Linked DNA regions of Mus musculus: region 1 is linked to region 2. The links are chromatin contacts, called in public ChIA-PET maps. All regions are on one chromosome and are shown on one strand. The core of a region is the stretch at or near the end of the contact, and the rest is flanking DNA. Distances in the headings are between cores, read along the strand shown. Region 1 overlaps Adcy8 (adenylate cyclase 8). Region 2 has its middle 57 kb from the start of Gm30691.

What was found. ChIA-PET counts read pairs in DNA pulled down with a chosen protein or histone mark.
Region 1: an SMC1A ChIA-PET map of the G1E-ER4 cell line shows a contact between it and region 2, with 7 read pairs. The contact joins two enhancer-like sites. A contact is called at or near these places in 1 of 39 promoter capture datasets (hippocampal neurons), 1 of 15 datasets of contacts at CTCF or cohesin (the G1E-ER4 cell line) and 15 of 484 Hi-C or Micro-C datasets (the AML12 cell line, the G1E-ER4 cell line, the HL-1 cell line and 10 more).

Annotation. Positions count from the first base shown.
Region 1 is chr15:64,765,669-64,768,368 of GRCm38.p6, reverse strand. It overlaps Adcy8 (adenylate cyclase 8), which reads left to right. Exons shown (of 18, transcript NM_009623.2): 8 at 365-562. Among named protein-coding and RNA genes, the nearest start is that of Gm30752, 32 kb to the left of the region's middle. Within about 2 kb of position 1,353, at least 1 of the 459 cell types and tissues checked has an H3K27ac peak or open chromatin away from gene starts, as enhancers often do. A contact at or near this core is called in the G1E-ER4 cell line, where this site is marked.
Region 2 is chr15:64,685,990-64,688,689 of GRCm38.p6, reverse strand. No RefSeq gene overlaps it. Among named protein-coding and RNA genes, the nearest start is that of Gm30691, 57 kb to the right of the region's middle. Within about 2 kb of position 1,304, at least 12 of the 459 cell types and tissues checked have an H3K27ac peak or open chromatin away from gene starts, as enhancers often do. A contact at or near this core is called in the G1E-ER4 cell line, where this site is marked.

The DNA of each region.
Region 1 (2,700 bases), core at 104-2,603, 80 kb before region 2:
ATTGTTGGATACACAGACTTTCTGTTACTTATTGGTTCTCTTTCTCTCATACCTGGGATGTGCCAGGTTAGAGAAACAGTGGTGACTCCCATTTCTCAGGCAACAGCTCCCTAAATGCCTCAAACCAAAGGAATTCAGCCACACAGAGGGAAGAGATCACTCCTCTCCCTGTGACATTTTGCCAGGTTGTGTTTCTCTGAACCAAAGGCTGCTAACTGATCACATGTGGTAGGCTCCACTGAATACAAGTGCATGGGATGCTGTGACTGTATGCAATGCAACATGATCTAAAACAACATTGCGTTTCTTTTGGATCCTAAGGGGACTAGCAGGTTTATTGTATCTGCATGTGCTTTCCCTCTAGACTCTGGCTGCCCTAACAAGAAATTCAATAAATCTGCTTCCAAACCATCTCGCACAAGCTTTGCATGTCCAGTCTGGGCCTGAGGAAATTAACAAGAGAATAGAGCATACCATCGACTTGCGGAGTGGCGATAAGTTGAGAAGAGAGCATATCAAGCCATTCTCACTGATGTTTAAAGACTCCAGCCTGGAGCACAAGGTAGAACCGAGTCTCCACAGTGGCTTTTTTTTTTTTCTGAAGTAAATTACTGTCAATGTTGGTGGGATTAGAGAGCACAAGGGCTGTGGTCTTGCTTTCTCTGTTCTTCCTTTGGTTTGGTTTGATTGGGTTTTTTTTTTCCTTATGATCTTTGAAATAATGAGTAAACTGAAGGCCATGAAGGGAGATACTCATTAGATAAAGAAAGCCTCGTCTCTGCACTTTAAGGGAAAGATGCCAAAGGAACAAAGACGCCTTGACTCAGTAAGCATCAAAAGGGTTTCTTCCACTTTGAGTCAGTAAAGCCAAGTAGTGTTGCTAAGCCTTTGCATTCACTTCCATTGTAACCCTGATAGTTTAACATACATGGATTCTCAAAACCTGATGTAAATGTAAGCACTGAGCCCGGTATCACTTATATCTTAAACACTGTCTGATTTTTCACATGTCTGCTGTATTGGATCAGACTTAATCCTCTATCTAAATTTGATAGTAAACCATAGACTGTGAGTCAAGCTTAACCCCTCCCTTGCTACTTCCTTTCTGCGTGACCTCTGATAAGAAAAATGACATCTCCGAGCCTGCACTCCCTTCCGTAAAAGGAGGTCGTTATACATGCCTCAGTCACAAGTTGTCTGGCTACTTTTTGTTCTTGTGACTTAAAAAATAAATAAATAAGTAAAAACTGGCAATGCAGTGAAGGAAGAGAGGATTTCTTTTGATTCACAGTTCAAGGTTCAGTCCATCGTGGTAAGGAAATCAGGGTGCTTGAAGCAGATGGTCATATTACCTTCACAGTCAGGAAGAAAGGTGCAGTCAATGTTAAGGTCTGGCTCCTTTTCACCTTCATATTTGGTTCAGGAAGCCAGTTCATGTAGGTGTCACCTACAGATAGAGTGACTATTCCTACTCAGGTAACTTAGTCAATAAAAGCCCATGTGTGTCCCAAGGATAACATTTGTAGATAGTCCCTCACATGCATGCTCTGCACTTCCCAGACTAGATGATTCTGCATCCTGTCAATTTGACAGTCATAAACCATCACACAAGTTATTATGATAGTCTCCAAGACAATGCCTTGCTTAGGCAAATCGTTCAAATATGGCAAGCTGTCACTGTGCTGGTGACATTCTCTATTTCCTTCTTCTATTTCAAACCTGTACTGGGGAGAAGCAAAGATAGGTGGGGTATATTGCTTCAGTCAACTGCTCCCTTTCATTGCCAAGAGCAGACCATTTTTCCTTAGCTGAGCCCAGGGTGTGTTTCACATCTGCAGGAGCCTCCAGCAAGAACAGCAGGGTACTTGCAGCAAATTTCAGGAGCCTGACCCACTATTTCATGAAGCTCCTGTTAACGATTCCTTTATGAGTTTATTCAGCTGCCTGGAGATTGTGCTTTTCCCAGTTAGGAGAATTCACAATGGTGTGCACATGCCCTGTTATAACTTACCGGCCCCATTCTCAATGAGATTCTCTGATCCCTACCTACAGACAGCAAACTCTAACATGAATACCTTCCACCTTCAGTTCCTAGTTCAGATTCCATTGTGTCTATGCACAAAAAAAAAAGGAAAGAAACAAACATTTTCCTCACTCAACATCCCCCCCAAATAGCAGGTGTGATTTTTCTTATTCATAATATAATTAAGGGCTTACATGCCAAAATTAAAATCATTTTGTCTTCTGGATACTCTACAAAAGGAACTAGGATAATGAGCAGAGGGAATTTTCAGAGAATCTTCATAATTAGCCTGTATAGACATTACAGTTTAGCCCAGAAGTGAGCAAAACCCTTTACTCATTCATGCTAAAAGTGCACTTGCCTCTCTCTCACCCTAACTCCTGCAGACTGTATTATCTAGTGTGTTTTAGCTAACAGTTTCTGCATCTTACCTGCAGCTCCCTGATACTAGAATGAAAATGGATCAGTGGCAGGAAAAGCATGTTTGAGTCTGAGTTATCTAAGCCTCTTCCAGAACAGTTAGAGGGTGGTACTCTAGTATACGTGGGGATTTGCCCATGGATGATCCAGCTATGTGTCATCTAGCATGTGCTCTGTGGGTCTCAGGGTAAAGGGCAGGGGAGCATGCTTCAGGAGACATTTAGTACCCTCCCTTAGGTTCCAGAGCCATTCCTCAG
Region 2 (2,700 bases), core at 55-2,554:
AGTTTGAATATCTTGTCCCAGGGAGTGGCACTATTTGGAGGTGTGGCCTTGTTGGAGTAGGTGTGTCACTGTGGGCTTGTGCTTTAAGACCCTCATCCTAGCTACCTGGAAGTCAGTATTCTAGCAGCCTTCAGATGAAGATGTAGTACTCTCAGCTCCTTCTGGACAATACCTGTCTGGAAGCTGTCATGCTCCCACCTTGATGATAATGGACTGAACCTCTGAACCTGTAAGCCAGCCACAATTAAATGTTGTCCTTATAAGAGTTGCCTCGAAACACATGAAACTCAAGAAGAACGAAGACCAAAGTGTGGACACTTTGCCCCTTCTTAGAAATGGGAACAAAACACCCATGGAAGGAGGTACAGAGGCAAAGTTTAGAGCTGAGATGAAAGGATGGACCATCTAGAGACTGCCATACCCGGGGATCCATCCCATAATCAGCCTCCAAACTCTGACACCATTGCATACACTAACAAGATTTTTCTGAAAGGACCCTGATATAGCTGTCTCTTGTGAGGCTAAACCGGGGCCTAGCAAACACATAAGTGGATGCTCACAGTCAGCTACTGGATCACAGGGCCCCCAACGGAGGAGGTAGAGAAAGTACCCAAGGAGCTAAAGGGGTCTGCAACCCTATAGATGGAACAACAATATGAACTAATCAGTGCCCTCCCTGGAGCTCGTGTCTCTAGCTGCATATGTATCAGAAGATGGCCTAGTCGGCCATCATTGGAAAGAGAGGCCCATTGGTCTTGCAAACTTTATATGCCTCAGTACAGGGGAACACCAGGGCCAAGAAGTGGGAGTGGGTGGGTAGGGGAGTGGGGAGGAGGGTATGGGGGACTTTTGGGATAGCATTGGAAATGTAAATGAAGAAAATACCTAATAAATTTAAAAAAAAAAAAGAGTTGCCTCGGTCATGGTGTCTGTTCACAGCAATAAAACCCTAACTAAGGCACAGTTATTGCCTTTTCCTTAATCAGACTAAAAATTCGCACAGCCTTTGAAGCCCTCAGTCTGCTCTCTACAAGAGCTCACAGACACCAGACTTCTTTTAATGACAGTCATGGGTTTCCAAGATGGCTAAACAGACCCCAAATGGAAGTGTGATCTGTGCGACATAAACTTCAGAACGTTACGGTGAGGATGCATAACCAAATAGTGGAGGCAACCTGTGGGCGGGGAGGTTACAGTGAAAACTCCTATCAGAGCAGATCTGCTTTCTGAACCCACTGGAGAGCCTTAGGATTGGGCCTAAGGGCCTCTTCACAGGCACATGCTTTCCTTTGCTGCCATCTTGTGGTAGCACTGGTGAACAGCGTCCTGGAGACCCTAGCACTAGATCAGCTCTTCTGAAGTTAATACTACTCTACAAAGGAGAAAACATTCGGCACCTGACACAGCAGAGGTTTAAGCCGGTTCTGTATTTGCCTTGACCACACATCTTAGAAAGGGAAACGCTGAATTTGAACTTCCCTTTGCCTAAGCCTGTCAGGAGGTCAGGATGGTGTCTCCGAATAAGAGAACACAGACGACAAATTCTAAGACAAGATCACTAAAAGAAATGAGCCCTGGGTCAGGACCGTGGAGACCCCGTATCAGACCTCGACTTTATCACACTGCTCTGCTAAGCTGTTCAGTGAGCAAAAGATGCATATGATCTGTGATCTACTTACTCAGAACTGTTGTTTATTGAACACATAGCATACGTGGTTATTGTGCTAGGAGTTGAGGTCACAAGCTGCCTTAGTGATCGATCATTCGACTCCAGTCATCCTGCCCATGATGAGACAACCTCAGAAACCTCAGATCTTCTGGCTCTGGAAAGTATGCATGCTTTCTCTTCTGCTTCTTTTCACTGCGGGTACTCCTGGACCTTCCTGTCCACATGTCCTTAAGCACTTTAAATTGTTGCCATAGTTAGTCCGTGTAGACAACTGTGCTTCTTGCCTTCTACCCCAGCCATCAGCCATCACGGAACACCCCCGCCAAAAATTATGCTAATGAAGCATCTTATTAGCCATACTCTCCAGACTCTTCTCTAAGCTTCTTTATTTGTCCTTATTGCTGCCTCCCTACACCACCACCCCCTGCTACACGCACACACACACACACACACACACACACACTTCCACAGCCTCATGGCAAACTCTCTGAAATTGACTTCTTTCCTCACCACCTTGTGGCCACAGTGTCCTAATGACACTGCAGCTGCATTGCTCAAAATGGACAGCTGAGAAATGGGATCTTCTGAGAAATTCTCTTCTGTTTTCTTCTGGGCTGAAACCTTTCCTTAACATCTATGTCCCTCTCCTCCAACACATAAGTCAAAGTTGACCTTTTGCCCCCCACTGGGTGTGTTCTTTTTATTCACAATATCAGCTCCCTGTTTTGCAAATGTGTAAACTAATATGCACACTAATGCCAAGAACATATTAATAAGATTTCAATATTTTAGCTTTTATATTTCAATAATTCTTTGCAAATTTCATACATGTACACAATATTTTAATTATATTCAGCCCTACCCTTCCCTCAATTCCCCCAATTCCTCCCAGATCTGTCTGACTCCCGACTTAATATTCTGTTTTGTTTGTTGTGTTTTCTGTAACCCACTGATTCCAATCTGAGCTGTCCATATATTCTTGGGTGTAGAGCCATACACTGTAATATGATCAACACAATAGGAGCCACCTG